2 separate regions of the Rattus norvegicus genome follow, and region 1 is linked to region 2. A link is a contact called in public Hi-C data. All regions are on one chromosome and are shown on one strand. Each heading gives the region's core, a stretch centred on a gene start, on an enhancer-like site or on the middle of the called end of the contact. The rest is flanking DNA. Distances are from core to core; before and after follow the strand shown.

Region 1 (4,911 bases), core at 544-3,043, 77 kb after region 2:
TGATAAACTCTCAGAGAAAGATAAGGGAAAGGAAGGGAAAGCTATGTAAAGAGAGAAAGAGCGTGGTTCTCCTTGAGCAGTCTACCGGAAATGAAGGGGGAAACAATCTGGATATCAGAACAATGAGGGGCAAAGTTCCCCCACAACACCCCCCACAACCCCTATCCCCCAACCCCCACCCCCTGTGGAAGAAGCCAAGCCTAGGCAAAGAGGAGAGAAAAGGGATGTGACAGGGGCTGCCACATATGTGAGGCCAAATCATTTAGTTCAGGCTTGGAATTCAAATCCCAAGAAAGAATAGAAACCACAGAGGTTTTAGAACAGGTAGACACTGTGATCAACTTATATTTAAATAATTCTGCTCTAAGGGGTATGGATAGCTCAGTTGGTAGGACAGCAGACTTTTAATCTGAGGGTACAAGGTTCAAGTCTTTGTTCAGGCAGAAGCTATTTTGAGCTCCTAAATAAATGTGAGTCCAAGCATGATAAAGGTAGAAACCTAAGTAAGACCCTAAGAGTTAGCAAAAATGAACCAAAATGAAACCAGGCACCATCCAAGCAGTGTCAAATCATCTCCAAGATAATTCCTAACCTTTTCAGGGAGGGAGGAAGCTGCCATTAGTTGGGGCAAGGGGAGGAGCAACAATGGGTGGGAGTGAGTAGAATCAAAGTGTATCATAGGAACAATACAAACATCACATAATAAAAACCCTTTTTGTATAATTAACATATGTTAATTAAAATGTCCTTAAAAGGGGGTTGGAGATTTAGCTCAGTAGTAGAGTGCTTGCCTAGCAAGCGCAAAGCCCTGCGTTCGGTCCCCAGCTCCGGGGAAAAAAAAAAGAAAAAAGAAAAAAAAATGTCCTTAAAATTAAATGCCGGCAATAGCCGCATGATTGGTTAAAGACACAAATACTGTAATAGTATTTCTTGATGTGACTATGAATAAACATAAGTATAAATTACTCAAAAGTATCTATGACCTCTTACGGGTTATATTGTTCACCCTCCAAGAAGAAGATACATTGAAAGTCTAATCCCCAGTGGCCCACGATATGATGATATTTGGAAAGAATCCTTGCAAATGTAGCCAGTTAAGATGATGTCACCCTAAAGTGCAGTAGACGACTTATTGAATAGAACCACATTGTCCTTACAAAGAAAACAACCCCATGGAGACAAAGGACACAGTACGAAAGGCATAGGAAGACAGGGGAGTAGAACAAAACGGCACTGCCTCAAGCCATAGGACTCCACCAGAAGCTCACACAAGGCAGAGGAGGACTCTCACAGGGTTTATAGGGAGCACAGCCCTGCCAACACCTTCACTTTGGACTTCTAACTTCCTAAGCAAAGTGTTCTTTCTCCTCTCCACCTGCTTGCCTCCCAAGGCCGGAGGATTCTGAGTTAGCTTGTCTTTAGGCAAATCCCACCCTTAGACAACCAGCCACCCAGCCCCATTTCCATAAAGACACGGGTTAGGAAACGCCTGGTTGCAATGACCGTATAGATTGACTTTTCTTTTGTTGTATTTAACACAGAAAATGAAAGCTCTACCCCAGAAATCCTTGCAATCCACACATCCAGAAACCAGTCTCTGGCTTGCTCTATGGAAAATGAGGCCACTAAGAGGAAGTCATCAGTGAAGGAATTACGTTCTAGCAGCATGTTTAATTACGATACAACCACGACAGTCTCTTGCATAGGAATTCAGCATGCCAAGATTTACAGCCTTTAGCAGTTTTGCCTTTGTTGTCTCAAGCAGCCTTCTCTCTGATGTTTGCCCGTGGACCTCTGTTCAACTGTGTCATACTGCCCCCTACTGCTCGGGTGCCATAATGTCCTCTGGCTGCTCCTACTTGCGGCTGTTTCTGAGATGTAGCTTTGGCAGGGATTAGAAAGCAGGACACACTGAACACAGAACCTCAGGGGTGCGGGGGAGAGGGAATCTTTTTCCCCCTTAATAAAAAGCAGTGAACAACAAAGGTATGTTGTTTGGAAACACAACCATCCCACTTGCTTCATCTTGGGAGGAAAAAATCAAGTGTCCAGAAGAAGTGGATAGAGAGGTCTCTTTCCTATTTTGTGGGGCGTCCCGCCTATTCAAAAGACATCCTCCCTTTTCATGATGTGACAAGAGAAAACCCATGTAAGAGAAGCTGATGAAATTTTAACTAATCCAACCAGCCAGAAGAAAAGCACAATGTTACAAAGGGGACCCCAGAAAGGGTGGGCTTTCGTTCTCTCACCGATGATACAGCACAGGGCTTTGCATAGCCCCTGGCATGCACGTATGTAATCAGCCAGCCCCTCTTCGCTGTGGTCCCTGGCCTGGAGAAAGGGGAAAACTGGAAGTGAGTGATTCAGACTTTAAAGCACAAGGTAATTCTCAAAGAACTCTGCTGGGCCTCTAGAACAAAAACAATAACTCAGAACATATTCCCCAGCCCCAGCTGGTGGTTTTAAAGATTGTTAGATAAAAACAAAAGAAAAACCTGAGTCTGCTACACAGCAGCAAAGCTTCCGTGGCACCCAGCCTCCACTGAGCCTGTGCAAGCCTTCCGGTGGCCCACCCATGCACATCAGTTTGGCTTTTGGCCTTACTTTGGCCATAGACCTGCGTATCCAGTTGGTCTGGAGCTGGCTCTCAAAGGACTCAGGTTTCTGTGGCCCTTGTATGGCAGGAACCTTGCTCACATACCTGTACTCCGTGTATACCACTATGTAGGGGCAGGGAGGTGTGCGCACAGGGTAGGGGTGTGGTCCTGGGGCAGTGTTCAGGGCTTGGGCCAGTGCTCCCGGGGGAAGGTGGGTTTCGGAAGAACACCTACCCTTATTGCACAGTATCAGAGATTGTCCAAAGCTGTGCCACAAAAGATTTTGTATTGCATGGTCCAGGAGAATAGGTCAGCTGCTGTCCTTGGCTCTCCTCCGTTTCTCACTCCCATTCATAAAATCTCTAGAGAAATCTTGTGCGGCTTTCTCACAGTATGGATAAAACAACATGTTCTCTGAGCCAGGAGGGAAGTTGGATTTAGATGCCAGTGGCTAGAAAGGCGTTGACCTGTCTTTCTAGCTACTTTGTTGCCTCTCAACTCTCCTTACCTAATCATTCCCACCATGAATCAATAAACTGTAACCTGGCCTCTCAAGTGGTGACATCATGCAAGGGGAGGCAGGGTTGTCACAAAGTATTCTACCTGGCATGGGTGGGTTTAAGTGACACAGCACTCCCAGAGACACATGACCTACAGCACTGTCTCTTCCTGAAACCTGGATTTGAGTGCTGAACACATGACAGTGTTTGAGTCATTTAGTAAGGGAACCCAATTGGTGGGTTTCGTTCTGCTTTTTGTTGGTTTTCTTGTTGTTATTGTTGTTTGGTTTTTTCCTTTGTTTTGTTTTATAATTTATTTTTATTTTCGTGTGCATTGGTGTTTTCCCTAGTGTATGTTGGTGTAAAGGTGTCAGATCTCCTAAAACTGGAGTTAGAGAGTTCTGAGCTGTCCTGTGGGTGCTGGAGATTGACCTCAGGTCCTCTGGAGTACTCTTGACCTCTGAGCCATATCTCCGGCTCCTGTTTTGTTTTTGTTTTTGTATTTGACACGGTGTCTGACTGTGTAGCTGTAGCTGGCCTGGATCTCACTATGTAGACCAGGCTAGCCTCGACCTCACAGAGATCCTCTGACAATGCTTCCTGAGTGCTAGGATTTAAGGTACGATCACCATGTCTGGCTAGCTAGCTGGGTTTTGGTGGGGGGTGGTTGGTTGGTTGGTTGGTTGGTTGGTTGGTTGGTTGGTTGGTTGGATAGTTGGTTGGTTTGGTTTGGTTTGATTTGGTTTTGTTTTGGTTTTTGGTTTTTTGAGACCCAGTTTCTCTGTGACAGCCCTAGCTATCCTAAAACTCACTTTGTAGACCAGACAGGCCTCGAACTCAGAGACCTACCTGCTGGGATTAAAGGTGTACACCCTGCCTAGCTAGCTGTTCTTAAATGACATTTTCTTAATTTTCCACATGCCAGGTACAAATCTGTTACTTTTCCAATATTATTTCATTTCATGATACATATAACAACCACATTCCCAACTTACAGATGACATTCAGAGATTAAAACATTTACTACAACAGAAAGCAATTTGGGATGGTTACATAGCCAGTGTTCCTTCTGGTAGTCTTGCCTCAACCTGACACAGGCTAGAGTCATCAGAGAGGAGGGAGCCTCAATTGAGAAAATGCCTCAGTTCAGGCTGTAGTCAAGCCTGTAGGGCTCTTCCTTAATTGGTCGTGGATGGGGAAGGGCCCAGACCACTGTGGGTGGGGCCACCTCATGGCTGGTTTTTCTGGATTTTATGAGCAAACGGACTGACCAAGCCATGATGAGCAAGGCAGTAAACAGCACCCTCCAGGCCTCCACACCATCTCCAGGTTCCTGCCCTGCTTGACTTCCTGTCCTGATTTCCTTCAGTGATGAACAGTGATGTGGAAGTGTAAGCCAAATAAATCCTTTCCTCTTCAAGTTGCTTTGGTCACGGTGTTTCCTCACAGCGATAGTAACCCTAACTTAGACAGCCAGTAAGCAGGTCACAGAGCTAACTGGTGTGATTAAGCAATCACAGAGAGTTAAAGACTAAAGAGAAACTCTCCTCAGGTCAGTGTCCTCTGAAGCTCCAGCAGTTAGCCAGCATGTCACCGGCTCCCCACTTAGAGTACACAGCAACGGACATGACATCACTGGACTTTGCTATTTTGGGCAGAATGGCTCTAAATGCTTCAGATACCATGACTGAACATTTGTCTGTGGTGTAAAACGCCAGGGAAAATGATATTTGGCTCTAAATAAAAATGTTAAGTCTGGGAAAGGGCGTTAGCCTGAACCAAAGCAAACCTGCTGTTGTGAAGTTGAGAATTCA
Region 2 (4,401 bases), core at 1,551-4,050:
AAAACCTCAAGTGGTTGGGTCATTTCTAAAACTAAGCCACCTCCTAAAAAAGCTGAGGGTGTTTATATCCTCACACCCTGAGCTGCAGCCCATAGTAACAATGTGACATTCCTTTTCTATCTGTTACTAAAGTATCTACTTTCAATTAGACCTAATTCTCCACGCTCACCACTACTCCTTCATGAGTCTTCATTTTGATGAAACCTCCGACCTGGCTGAAACTTGTCACAGAATAATTATTTTTCCTAAGGTGTGTTGGTTCCTTCTTGAATTCACTGGAACATGAGAATGTACTATCTGTTGTCATTAGATTTGACCAACACTTTGGCTGAGCAGAATATTCTTGAGTCACTGGGCTCCTCAGAAATTTGTAGACATTACTTCACCAAATCAAAGGCCAAGAATAGCTGGGTTTTTCCTCTTCATAGGTGACTTTGCGAAACTCATGGCTTTAGCCAAATGGTAGAAGGGAAACACAATCCCCCCCTCTACAAACACACACACACACACACACACACACACACACACATACACACATGCTTCACTCCTTTACATTTTAAAGTAGACAAATTTCTTCTTTGACAATGATAAAAGTCAACAATTCAAAGTCACAAGTCCTTCTCTGCCTCATTAGACATTCTCACCATTGAAGACTGCTCAGATGTCCTTTGCTACCCCATAAGCCTTCCTCCTCCCACCTTCCCAAGTAGAATTATCTTATTCATGTAGCACTTACTATATATATAATGAGTTTCCCTACTGACGAAGGGAAACTCATTATATATAGTTTTCTGCGGAAGAGGAAAGAAAATAGTTTAAATAATACAGGGTTTTATTTTAGTCGACGATTTTAATTATCACATTGCTAACTGAATAGAGACTCAAATGCTGTCTGGTCACCACCTATCTCTTCCAACTTCACCCCCTGAGAATTTGAGAGGCTCTTTGGAGTAAATGTGCTCGAACTTCAGTGGGCTTCAGAACCACCTGGAGGAGCAGCTGAACTGTAGCCCACTAAGCCCCACCCCACCCCCCCGGGGGGGGGGTTTCTGAGTTATGGGGTGTGTTTGTGATGTTTCTCGGCTGTTTCAAAATACCTGGTAAACACAATGTAACAAGGGAAGGGTTTATTTTGGTTAGATAGTCCGTGGCATCAGGGGAGCGTGAGGCAGCCAATCACCATGTAGAGGAAGCAGAGAGAGACAAACATTAGTGTTCAGCCTGCACTCTCCTTTGCTTCCATTTAACCCAGCCCATGGGATAATGCCACCCACATTCGGAGTGGGTCTTTTCCTCCTCAGTTAAACCTCTCTGAAAACATCTTCACGGACACGTCCAGAGGTATGTCAATGGAGAGGTGGCACAAAGGTTAACAGCAGTTACTGTTTTTCCAGAGAACCTGAAGTCTAGTTCCCAGCACCCCCATGGTGGCTCACAACTATATGCAACTCCAGGCCCTAAGAATCCAATACCCTCTTCTGGCCTCTGTGAACACCGGCGTGCATGTGGTTTACATAAATACCTGGAGGCTCGAGTGCACACACACACACACACACACACACACACACACACACACACCCCTATCATCATCATCATCACCACCACCACCACCATCAGCACCACCACCACCATCATATATAAATAACCCAGAAGTGTGTCTCATAGGTGATCCCTAGTCCAGTGGGCAATAACTATGATCAGTTATGGCCCAAGAATTTTCTTCTCTAACGAGTTCTAAGCCGGTGCTGTTTGGTCCAGACATCCCCCTGAGAACCAGAGATCTAGAGTCCTTTAGAAATGTAAGAAAATGGACTTGTCCTTTGAAAACAAGAGAAATCAAGGTCCAAGTTAGGACTTCCCAGGTACCCCAAAGCCATCAAAATTTGTTTTGATGAACACAAACCTAACACAAGCAACTGTTAGCCTATGTGGCCCCTAAGAAGAGACATCTGACGGGTCTCTTAACTCCTTTTATTCACTTACCACTCATGAAAGGCACCTTTAATTGGGGTTACTGTACGTGATTCTCTATCCTGACGAGACCATCCCTCTTATCAATTCGGTGGTCTGGTAGAAGTATGAACTGGGAGAAATTTTGTGTGCTTTGGACCAAATTCTCCTTCAAGATAAGACAATTGCAATTGTAATTTTTTAATTCGTGTTTATCTTGTTCTTTTCTGTTTCTCAGGCTCTCCATTCTCTCTGCCTGCCCTCTCTTCTCCCGTGAGGTAAGAGAAGAGAGATTCTTGGATTAAGACTGGAGGACAAACCACCTCTAGTTACATAATGGCCTTTCCACCTGTCACTGAAAATGGTGGTCACCAACCCCACCCACCCCCAGCCTGCCTCCACTACAGAAGCCTCTACGTGGTGACTGCCGTACCCCCTTTTCCTTAAATGATGTCACTAATTTATTAGAGCACTGTAATTTCCTTTGATTTTTTCTGCGGGCTTTGCGGTGACTAGTTGCGTTGTAGCGCCACCTAGAGCCTGCTACTGATAAAGACCTAGGACCCAGAGCAGACTGATGGCGGGGGCACTCACTTCCAGTAAGTGTTAGGCTTAATGAAAACTCGGCTCTCCGGGATTCAAATGGACTCCGAGACTATAAGAAATTGCTCAGCGTTAGGTCAAAGAGGCCTTCCCTCTGGAACTGTGACTTGATAACTCTCATTTTAAATGGTGTCATCAGCTTGGATTTTGGCTTCTCATTAGGATTTTAACTCTGAAAACACAGTCTTTGCGAAAGCACTCGGATAGGGAAGTAGCCTGGAGGGAAGCTGACAGACCTTTTGACTCTGCTTCAGCTGCTTGGAGATCTGTGCCCTGAAAATCAGCGTGGCCGGGCCCAGGGCCGGTCGCAATGGAATGTGCATGTGCCGGCGTCCATTAGTCTCATTTAATGTTTTTTCTATGATAAGTGTGAGCCTCAAACACGCTGGCTCTTTTATGATACATAAATCACAGGCCGGTGCCTTCCACGACACTGGTTTGATAACTGAGTACTTACACAGGGAGCAAGGAAGCAAACACTTAGACCCAGGAGGATGAGCTGAGTGCCCCAGCAGAGCCTGGGATTGGTCCCTGCTATTTAAGTATCCCTGCTATTTAACTCTCTCTCTCCTGCTCGGGAAGAGAAATATACACACTGCTGCAAACCTCCTTCAGACAGCAGCAGCCTTCACCAAAGCTGCCCTGGTCCCTACCACCAATTTCTTTCCTGGAGGGCTAGTCTCCACCCACCATTAAATGGGCTGGGGTGGATTTCAAAGCACAAGGAATTCACACACCTTCCTACTGACTGTTTATAACAGGAGGTGCGAAGGCTGAACCATGCTAATGTCGGGATCCTAGGGAAGGTCCACGGATTTTGTCTGCTGGGCTCCTTGGGACTGCCCCAGCTTCTGCATTTTCTCAGCTTACCAGTATGGGATTCTATGAATCCCATGATTCCTGTGCCCAAACCAATTGAAATAGTTCCATAGTAGCCAAATTGCTGCCTACGAAGCCAGGGATGTCAGAGAAACAACCAGGGCATCTCCCCCAGAAGAGAGGTGAGCAGGGCAGATGCAAAGGACCTGGCTCACATCTGACTGTGAAGGAGAAAAGTCTAGGATCAGCCAGGTCAGAGCTAGGGCCCCAAAGCTCAGTCATGCCAACATGTGAGCATACGAAGGACTGCAGACCCACAGCCCTGACAGGGTGTAGACCAAATGGTCAGGGAGGCCTGTGAACCTTCTAGTGCCTCTGGTCTGCACTGCTCTGTCCTGTCCCAGCCCTCCAGACAGTCCTTACACACTTGTTTCCAAAATCCCATCCCAAGAGGAGACATAAACAGCATCTGCCTTTCCTCCTAAGGTCCCAGTAGACAGACTAACGTGGTTATTGGGTTAGAACATGATGAGGTGCTTACTCTTACACATGTCCCCTCCCTACCCTTTCCCAGCCTAGATGCACTAGCCCCTCCTTGAGGCCAAGTGCACTTGGGGAAGGGCTGTGGGTGATTGGAAGCAGCTAGGTACACAGATGACCTTCACAGGCTCGGCACCCTTCCCACCCCTCTGTGAGGGGATGTAACCCATCCACAGTCCCAGCAGTGGGGACAATCTTTGGCAAACAGGAACAGTCGAACCCCCGAGATGACAGTTGTTTGGCTAGGAGGATAGTCTTGTATGCTCAAGCATGTGTGTGGACACACACACACACACACACACACACACACACACACTCCCTAGAGCTTAATTTCACTGGGCAGCATTACCACCAGAGCATAGGTTAGATGAGGATGCATTTTGCAGAGGTGGGGAGTGGGGGTTGGTTGGTTGGTTGGTTGGTTGTGGGTATGGGATATTTTTATTAATGAGTCTCACTGTATAGCACTGGTGGTCCTGGTTCTGCCTG

Evidence for each region. A called contact is a pair of places that touch in the nucleus more often than the background predicts.
Region 1: a Hi-C map of the A7r5 cell line shows a contact between it and region 2, with 3 times the contacts expected there. The contact joins two enhancer-like sites. A contact is called at or near these places in 6 of 12 Hi-C or Micro-C datasets (the A7r5 cell line, Schwann cells, kidney and 2 more).

Annotation. Positions count from the first base shown.
Region 1 is chr6:77,768,213-77,773,123 of GRCr8, forward strand. No RefSeq gene overlaps it. Among named protein-coding and RNA genes, the nearest start is that of Sptssa, 120 kb to the right of the region's middle. Within about 2 kb of position 1,794, at least 8 of the 93 cell types and tissues checked have an H3K27ac peak or open chromatin away from gene starts, as enhancers often do. A contact at or near this core is called in the A7r5 cell line, where this site is marked.
Region 2 is chr6:77,690,506-77,694,906 of GRCr8, forward strand. LOC134479385 (a long non-coding RNA gene) reads left to right here. Exons shown (of 2, transcript XR_010052673.1): 2 at 2,189-2,419. Among named protein-coding and RNA genes, the nearest start is that of Sptssa, 200 kb to the right of the region's middle. Within about 2 kb of position 2,801, at least 13 of the 93 cell types and tissues checked have an H3K27ac peak or open chromatin away from gene starts, as enhancers often do. A contact at or near this core is called in the A7r5 cell line, where this site is marked.